2 separate regions of the Gossypium hirsutum genome follow, and region 2 is linked to region 1. Evidence: chromatin contacts called from public Hi-C data. All regions are on one chromosome and are shown on one strand. The core of a region is the stretch at or near the end of the contact, and the rest is flanking DNA. Distances in the headings are between cores, read along the strand shown. Region 1 has its middle 17 kb from the start of LOC121228290. Region 2 has its middle 11 kb from the start of LOC107911543.

Region 1 (4,969 bases), core at 1,587-4,086:
CGACAGGCGACATCTTGATGACACAAATGGGGACGTTGCGATGTGTTCCCCACATAAATTGAGTTTCTTCTCCCAGTTAACTTTTTTATCTTTTCCCAATTAAACTTTGATTACTCCAAACATATTTTAGTATGATTAGATCTAATCTTAGCTTATTTAAAGGGGCATTGTATCCCTGTTTTAAGAGACCAATTAAGATGCAATTAAAGATGTAGTACTACGAGGCTTTTCTTTTGGGGGTGACAAGATGTAGTCGTAGATGAATTTTGGTGAGACTTTTGGTGGTAACTATGGAAAGAATTTTGTACCCCTTTTGAGAGAACTCTATGAGAGTTCGGGCTTTATTTTCGGGGTTTTGGTCTGTATGTTCAGTACATCTAAGTTTATTTTCTCCATATTATACTCTCGTTTGTTTACTCATTTAGTGAAAGGTCGAAGCCTTCTTCTCCGTGGACTTTATCCTCTTCGAAAGAGTTTTCCACATAAAATTTGTATTTAATTTTCTCTAACATTTCTATTTCTTTATTTATACAAGTCAATCCCCAACAGTACGTGATCATTTGGTTTGATACTTTATTTATCATAGTAATTTTGAGTTTTGGATTTTATTTTGATAAAATAGAGTTTATTTTATAAATTTTGATCATTATTCATTAAAACTTCAAAAAAAGAAAAACATAAGTATTTCTAAAAAAATAAATTTTTAAGTAAATAAGAATAATGAGCAACTCTTAGATAATATCTTTTGAACTTTATATAATGTTTTAAAATTATTTTCCTCATTTTAAATATAAAATATTTACAAAATGTTAAAATTATATAAACATTATATAAAAATAAAATATAATTTAATTCGAATCATATAATCATAAATTTTTTAATTTATAAATCAAAATAGTATGAAATACTATAATTCAAAACGATTTTCAATTTCTCAATTTCATTTTTAATGGTCCTCCACTGCCTTAGCCTCGTAGCATTTATTTCAATGGCACAAAATTCAATTGTTAAATGTAATTGAATGTCAACAAAGCCTACACTTTTCCTTGATTGTTAGCTTTGTAGTTGGACCATCTTATTTTTTTAATAATTTTAAATTAATATCTATTTAATTTAAAAAATTAGAGTAAATTATATTCAAGCTCACAAAACTATTAATAAGTTTATATTTTGGTTGCTCAACTTCAAAAAGTTACAAAATAGATATTAAACTATTTAAAAGTTTTCATTTAAGTCACCGAACTATTAAAATTATTATTGTGTGACCTTTTCTGTTTGAACTACTTGCATTCTACGAACCAAATCTAAGCAACTTTCTTCTATGATCTCCAACACTGGTCATCAGATCGGTTTGGATCTAAGGTATGCTCTTCTATTCGTCGATTAATACTGATCCATCGTACCAATTGTTAAATCATCGCTAGGAGTTCACTAGCCAAACTTAAATAAAATATTTGAATAGTTTAGTAACTTAAATGAAAACTTTCAAATAATTCAATTATCATTTTATAAATTTTTTAAAATTGAATAATGAAAATATAAACTTAGTGATAACTTAGTTCGACAGTGTTGTTTACCTTTTAAAATTCTTTAATTTAATTTTTAATAATTAACCTTTTGAAAATAATTCGTAGGAATGATATTATTTGTTGACCTAGGTTATTGACAAATGTCAAACTCTTATTGGTTAGCACCTAATGCTGTGTATGCAAGTTCGGCTCGATTCCCAATGAATTGACCATTGCAATGTTGTACGGAAGACAAATGGAAAATAAAATAGACGGTGAAGGTGAAAAAAAATCGAAATTTACTTTTACAAAATAAAGCTCAAAAGCTTAAAATTAACATTAAAAGAATAAAAATTGAATTCAACGAAACTAAATTAACAAATAATATGTAAAAATTGAAAAATCAAATCGAACCGGATTCAACTCTAAAAATCAATTCCCGTAAAAATACATTTATAATCATATCATAACATAACATAATAAAACGAGTTAAAAAATGGATCAATTAATTATTCAATTTATTCTCATTTCGACTCACATGGTAAAAAGTTTCCCACATCATATCATAGAACCATAAATAAAATGCAACTCCGATGTCTATTCAATTGACATGTAGATTAAAAATAACAAGAGTTATTAGATTTTCCCATGACAATCACCGTTTGAACCAATAACAATAAAAAAAAATTATGTTATCACTTTTACTTGCTAGTATTATCAATTTAAACTTGTTAAATGTACTAAAATCAAAATTAGACTTATAAATTAATCTATTAGATAAAAGTACTATAGAGGCTTTTACATTAAAGGATAAATTGTGTTTTACCATCAATTAAAAAAAGGGTAAGTTAATGCATGTATATTAGATAAAAAAATAAATTAATCCTTTTGTTAAAAATTTCATCAATTTCTATTATTAAATCCTAATCTCTATATGTCAGAATGAGATACACATAACACCCATATATAGTCATTTGATTATTATATAAATTACGTCAATTTTTAACAATATAAATAAATAAATAAAATCTAACTTTTAATATAAATACTTCGAAGAAAAAAAACTATATAATCCATCATAAAATATAAATAAAAATATACATACAATGCAAAAGATTCCTCGATTTTCGCAAAACCAAATAGAGAACCATAAATATAACCTTAAAATCCCCAACAACTTCAACAAGAAAAACGTGGGTTTCATCAAGAAAAAAGAACCAGTACATTCATTCAACGACGGAGGATATTGATGAATCACTGTGCTTTATTTTTTGGGTTTTCGACCACATACATTTGATTAATTTACGAAGCCATCCATCGATCGCTATCGAGTGGCCCGATATTTGATTGATGATTGAGGGGTATAGTCTGCAAATTCAAAAGGGCACAGTGTGGCACTGATGATGGTTAGCCATCACTATCAAAATGGGGAAAAAAGTTAAAGCTTTCTCTGTGCAGTTTTACCCTATTATCATCACACTACTCTACATTGTATCTCGGATTTTCTCGGCTTTGAATCTCAACTAGATTTGATTCCACAGTTTTACAGTTTTACTTATCTTGAAGTGTAGGTAAGTTCGTAATTGTCAAGTGGTTTTTGTAAGATAAAATCTAGGGGTGAAGAAAAAAAATTTATAACTCTCGAATTAAATTGTGTTTTTTTATTAGAGTTAAAATGTAATTTTATAATTTTAATAGCTTATATTTGTATAATTTTTTGAAGAATTAAATTAAAATTTTATAATTTTGAGGGTCAAAATGTAATTTTATCTTTTATTAAATTAAAATATTATAAAACTTAAAAAACTGAAAGTGAGATTTTACATTTTAAGGGATTGAGGCACTATCAATCCGTCTAGTGCCTCCCCTAATAAAGCTGTGAGACTCTTGAATCAAAACGAATAATAATTCGTTAGTTGCGTGTAGATTTCCGTGAATGGTATCATAGTAGTCATCGGCCAGGAGAGATGAGTGCTACATGATCAAAGGCGACATCAGGGGGGTTAGCAATAGATTTAGCTCCCCTAAAAATGAAAAAAAATTAGTTCAGCCTCTTTAGAAATAATAAAATTATAAATTAATTCATCGTAAAATTACATTTGACACCTTGAATATGAAAAAAATTTATTTAGTCCCTTAAAAATAATGAAATTATAAGTTAATACATAGTAAAATTATATTTTGATATCTTAAAAAAATTATAATTCAATTTCAGTCTCCTCTGAATTTTTTTTGGATTCGTCCTTGTACACGATGGGAGTCACGTTTAGATTCACAACCCTTATTGTGATCCTAATTGTATTTGTTTGTTGGGCTAAAGGGGATGTGAAGCTTTAATGAGAAATTTCGTATCACTTCAATCTATATTGAAAAACTTTGAGGGTGAAATATATTTTCATAAAACAAAATCTGTGAGGCTTTTGAATTAAAATTACTTTAGTTTTAGATCTTATATATACTAGATTTATGGAACACTTACTATGTTGGTGAAAACAAGTAATAATTTTATAAAAACTTATATAAATACTAAATATATCTTTAGTTGAGATGGGAATATTGAGATAATTGAATTTATAATATTTTGGGTTTAAATTTTATTATGTGTACGTATTTTTTTTAAGATTTTATATACAAACATAAAAAGATAAAAATGCCCTCAAAATAATATTTACCCTTTTATAAAAATAAGGTGTTTTTGTAAATTCACAATTGAGTTGAGACTCGGTTGAGAGTGACACCAACTCAATTAGAACTTTAAATATTAGTATAGATATACACAAACACAATGACAAAGCTGAGGATATAGTTCATTAAATGTAAGCCTTTTAGCTTTTGAATAAATGAAAAATATTGCATTTTTGGCCCCTTCAAAGAAATTAATAGTGCAATTTAAGGTGTTTCAACCAAATTTTTTAGCTTTGGCATCTCCAAAATTTTATAATTATATTTTGGCCCTTAAATAAAAATTTGAGGTTCGCCTTTATATATATCATAATGAATTTTCAACATTAGTGAATTTCTCCTCATTTGCCCTTGGTTTTTCCCGATAAGGGTTTTACACGGAAAATCTGTGTGTTTTTATTTTCTTTTTTATTTTATTGCTTTGCGATAATTCCTATTGCCATTATTGACATTAGTATAACAAACTGGTATCAGAGCTTTCGGGTTACTTGTCTCGGTCACGGTAATGGCTACATTGAAGTATGTTATTCTACTATTGGATTGCAACAACAGATTTCTATTGTGGTAGGTAATGATACAGATAGTTCTTGCGCAAATGGATTTAGACGATGCCCTACTAGGGGTAGATAAGATGCCTTCGACATTGACGCTTGAAGAAAAGCAACGTAAGGACCAAAAGACCCTATTACAATTACATATGCATTTGTCGAATAAAATTCTACAGGACATGTTGAAGGAGAAGACTAACGCTGTGTTATGGGTGAAGTTGGAACAATTAT
Region 2 (4,969 bases), core at 884-3,383, 53 kb before region 1:
AGTCCCATGCATCAGATAATAACGACATGACATGCAGTAAATAACAACAGTCAAACATGCATTTAGGTCAATTTAACCCTAGTGGTATTTCGATAATTTATCTCTTAGGGGTAAAACTGTAAATTTTCCACTTTTAAAGGTATTTTAGTAATTTATCTATTTTAGGGTTTTTCATGCATATTCCTACTTTTCACGTACTAACAGAATCACGTACCGAGGGTTCTTATCGAATTGGGCCCGTTGGCCCATCATTCCAATTTTGGCCTATTAAGCCCAAAAATATCGAGGGCACAGAAATCATGCACTTTGCAGTCCAAATTTTGCAGCTTACCAAAAACATTAATCGATTTACCTCACGAGCATTCGCACACTCGCAAATCTACAAAATACCGGTTTTTGGCATTTCGGCTTTTCGACTTTTGTCGACCCAAACTAAGAAAGAGGGTGTTAGTTACACACCTGTTTGCGACGATATGCTGATGAGATCCACACACGAACCGCCTACAATTGGATTACTAACACGTTAATCTAACTATTCAAATACAAACTACGTATTAATCCCTTACAATATTCGGCCAACCACACCTACAGATCATAGTAAGCTTATAAGAAATCAATAAGCAACTCATTAACAAATTTTTATCAATGTTTACCACATAATCATAATTTCACTGCAAGCTGTCTTCCTGAGCAACAGTCACTAAATCATTTATAACTGGAGCTACGAAACTCCAAATCAAGTGCCGTTAATTTTTCCTGAAAATAGACTCATATATCTTATATCCATAAAATTTTCAGAATTTTTGGTTTGGTCAAACAATACCAGATTTTTCTCAAAGTTTCGCATGTTTCACTGTTTGACTAATCTAACCACTCTTCATTACGAATCAAATTTCTCATTGTACAGAATTCAAAATATATTCTCGTTTATTCCATTTGAAACTAGACTCATTAAGCTTTAATTACATAATTTATGCAGCTTCTAACTCATCTCTCACAATTTATGGTGATTTTCCAAAGTCACATTACTGCTGCTGTTCCAATCAGATTTATTACCAAATCACTCTTTCACACATAACTTGCATGCATGTTTTTTTTAAACATGTATATCACCAATCAATCATCACATATCTATGATTTTACTTAAGTATAATCTCCATTTCATCATTTTAAAGCACAACATATTAGCCGATTTTTCCCCTTAGCATCTAAGCACATACATGCTCATTTGTTTGGCTCAACTTCACATATTTTCCATTTTTCATCAAAAGAACATGAAACAACAACCATTTCCTTCATTTTAATTCATGACCAAATGCTCACAGCACAACCAAAAATCAAAATATGCTTCAAGAGTTAAGGTAGAATCAAGAAGAACTCATGAACATCAAGATAGAAGCAAACTACCATGAACTTACCTTTAATTTTCTTCCCCAAGTGACCGAACATTCAAGAGCTTTCTCCTCTCCTTTCTCTTCTCTAACTTTAGGCTATGATGAACAAAGATGGACAAAACTTTGTTCTTTTCACCCCTTTTTCTTTTAATAAAATTTCATATTTCATCCATTTAATTCTTTAATACAAAAGACATGAAATGCCCATCATGGAACATTTACCTAACCCATTATCATGGAACATTTACCTAACCCATTATCATGAAATATTTACCTAATCCATTATCATGGAACATTTACCTAACCCATTATCAATTTGTACCATGAATTATGGATATCAAGTGCTCATATTATCTACAACAACATGATGGCTGGCCACTTCATGTAAAATGGGAGGTTTGTTAATCCTCCTATTTTGCATTCCTATTTATTTGGCCACTTCAATTTAGCCTATAGCATTTTCAAACATTTTCACATAGGTTCTATTTCATAATTTCACCCCCTTTTTCTTATGGAACAAAAATTAACTAAAATTGCCGGGTTCTATCTTAAGCTTGGGCCTTCTAGAGGCCCACTAACATAATTAAACCTATGCTAACATTCACCGAATTCCCGAAATTGGGGCGCTACATATTTATTTTGTCATAACTCACCACTTAAATGCATAAATGGTACAATGTGAGATATGGACCAAGTAGGACCTTACCTAAGATCCCCGCAAAGAGGAATCCAACACCTATCTTTGACAAGGTGGGCTAAAGGAACCCCACATGTTGTGCATGTAAACGTTTGTGAGGTCTATATATAGTTGGCAACATGTTACCCATAGGAAAATTATCTAATCTACAACAACACAATCTCGTTACTCTTTTTCAATTTATACACATTGATTAACAAATAAAATTGTTTATGGGTCTCGTTATTTGTTTAAATCTAATTAAAATTAAAAATGATAAAAATAAAAATTTTCAACTTTAAATGTATTGGCCCTAGTTAAAATATTTTTTAAATAATTTTTCAAATATTAAATTTTATATCTTAGTTCAAATACATATAAATGTAAAATTTTTTATTTTATTTCTCATGTTTCTATTATAAAAATTAGGTACCAAACATGGTTTCGTACTTTCATTATTGAAAATAATTTTTTATTTTTATTTATTGAACATGATTTCTAATTTTTAAAATAAAATAGAAAATGAAAATAATTTTTTGAAATGAAAATAACAAATAAAAATAGATATTTTTTTCGGAAACCAACTAAACGACTTCAGCTGTAACTCTATATAACTGACACTAAACGACACCGTAGCAACAATATTAAACGACATCATGTTGATACTTATTTAATTAAGTGGCAAACACAAATAAACTAATTTAACCACTCTAGTTTAACCTTGCATCACCACCACCTTGTTAAGTAGTTTAGTTGGCCTTTATTTATGGTTGTGATCATTGTGACATTCTTAAAGAAAGATAATACTTATGATTACATCTGTCCATAGATTGAGTTGCAGCTCAGTTTCAAAAAAAATTCAAGCTCGAATTTATTTTGAGCTCGACCCATTCAAAAAGCTTGTTTCACTCTTGACTTAGTGCATAATAAATCTAGTCATGATTAGGAAAATAGAGTGCAAAAAGAAAAGGAAGTAAAGAGTTTTTGAGAATTTAGAAATGATAGCATATTTAGGAGAATCTAATTCTAGGTTGGAGATGATGAGGGGTAAAAATATAATTAATATTTTAGGTTTTAAATTTTAAGTTGATTATTTAAAAGAAATCATATTCAAATTTCTAAATAGATATAGTGTTAATGTTGACATGGTTAAAAAAATATTACGTGTCACGTTTTTATTAGTTAGAAGTATCAATTTTTATTTTTAACAATATTAACTTTTAGACCAAATTGTATAATATTGTAATATTTTAAATATCACTTCTAACAAAAAAACTATAAATACCTACATAAAGTCAAGTATAATTTAAGGGCCTAATTTGCTAATAAAACCTTAAAATTCTCAAAACTTTCAAGAGTGTTTTTCCTCTTCAATTTTATCTCTAATTTTCGCAATATAACTCAATGTTTTCCAAATTAAAGTAGAGCCGTCTGTTGAACTAATTGGAACAGGAATCAATTGGGATATCGATCTAAAGAGAGGTAAAAATCAATTGACTCACGAACTGGTTGAACTACACTGAAAAAACCAATTAAACTAAATAAATTGGTCAAACAAAAAAAGTAATATGATCGATTTTATCACCAATCCTAAAAACATCGAAATAGCTTACTATTAATAAATGAGTTAAATAACTTTTTAGGATCTGAACTTTTTTCTGTCCAAGTTAGGCCCTAAACTGGACAATTGTTCTCACATTGGGGCTCGAATTTTTTTTGTCCAAGTTAGGCCCTAAACTTGGCAATTGTTACTATATTGGGGCTTAAGCTTTTTTTTTTGCCCAAATTAGTCCATAATATTTCTTTGAAAACCCTAAAGTTCAGGGACCAACTTGGGCAAAAAAAAATTTAAGCCCCAATGTAGGAACAGTTGCCTAGTTCAAACATAAATGTGAGAACAACTACCAAGTTACAGCCTCACTCGAACAAAAAAAAATTAAACCCTAATATGAAAATAGTTATCAAGTTGAGGACCCAAATAATAATTTATCCTTTAAATAGACATATGGCTGTAAACCAAAACCACTTCTTGGTACACAGAAAATTATTATTTTTGGTCAGAAAAAAGTACGTTATATACACGGATAATACACGGACTATATATTATATATTTTAGCTGACCTGACCTGCTCATTGCATTATTGTAGTTATTAATATTTTATAAACATTATTACATTCAATCAAGTAGGATAAATAATCATAAACCTAGTACAAAAACCTATTAAATTCCATTAAATGAAGAGTTTTTTGACCTAAAAAATATATGTTTAATATCGCATTATTATGATTATTTAAATCCTTAATTGCATTATTGTAGTTATAAACATTATCACAATCAATCAAGTATGATCAATAATACCTTACAATAAAGTACGATCAAGGATCATAATCCTAATACCCAAAAAACTATATTGAGATCCATCAAACGATGAGTTTCTTAAATTAGAATTAGAATAAAAATAAGGTGTAATCTCTCAATATTTTTTTTTTATTAATTTGACTTATTAAGTTTTTGACATTTTAAAAGGAGTTAAACTATTTTTTAACTAAAATATTGTCTAAAATATTAATTATTTAACGATATTGTTTATACATAGCAGCTTATATGTATTTAATGCTAAAATGATATTGTTTATCTTATATTTCACGTCGACAAATTCAAAATAATAAAAAAAAAGCATGGAGTACACGTGAGTTTTAATGCGGGTTGTCGTATTTAAAAAATTAAGGTTTCAGTCAATATTTTAGTTAAAAATAACAAGTTAACTCTTTTTGAAAGACTAAATTTAATTTAAAGAAAGATAAGGGACAAATTAATAAAATATATAAACGTTGAAGACTTAATTTATTATTATGTTTAATATATAAATAGGATGAATTATTAACACGTGTCAGGTTT

Evidence for each region. A called contact is a pair of places that touch in the nucleus more often than the background predicts.
Region 2: a Hi-C map of leaf shows a contact between it and region 1, with 2.2 times the contacts expected there. The contact joins two enhancer-like sites. A contact is called at or near these places in 5 of 34 Hi-C or Micro-C datasets (callus and leaf).

Annotation. Positions count from the first base shown.
Region 1 is chrA04:88,551,913-88,556,881 of Gossypium_hirsutum_v2.1, reverse strand. No RefSeq gene overlaps it. Among protein-coding and RNA genes, the nearest start is that of LOC121228290, 17 kb to the left of the region's middle. Within about 2 kb of position 2,836, at least 4 of the 9 cell types and tissues checked have an H3K27ac peak or open chromatin away from gene starts, as enhancers often do. A contact at or near this core is called in leaf, where this site is marked.
Region 2 is chrA04:88,604,680-88,609,648 of Gossypium_hirsutum_v2.1, reverse strand. No RefSeq gene overlaps it. Among protein-coding and RNA genes, the nearest start is that of LOC107911543, 11 kb to the right of the region's middle. Within about 2 kb of position 2,133, at least 1 of the 9 cell types and tissues checked has an H3K27ac peak or open chromatin away from gene starts, as enhancers often do. A contact at or near this core is called in leaf, where this site is marked.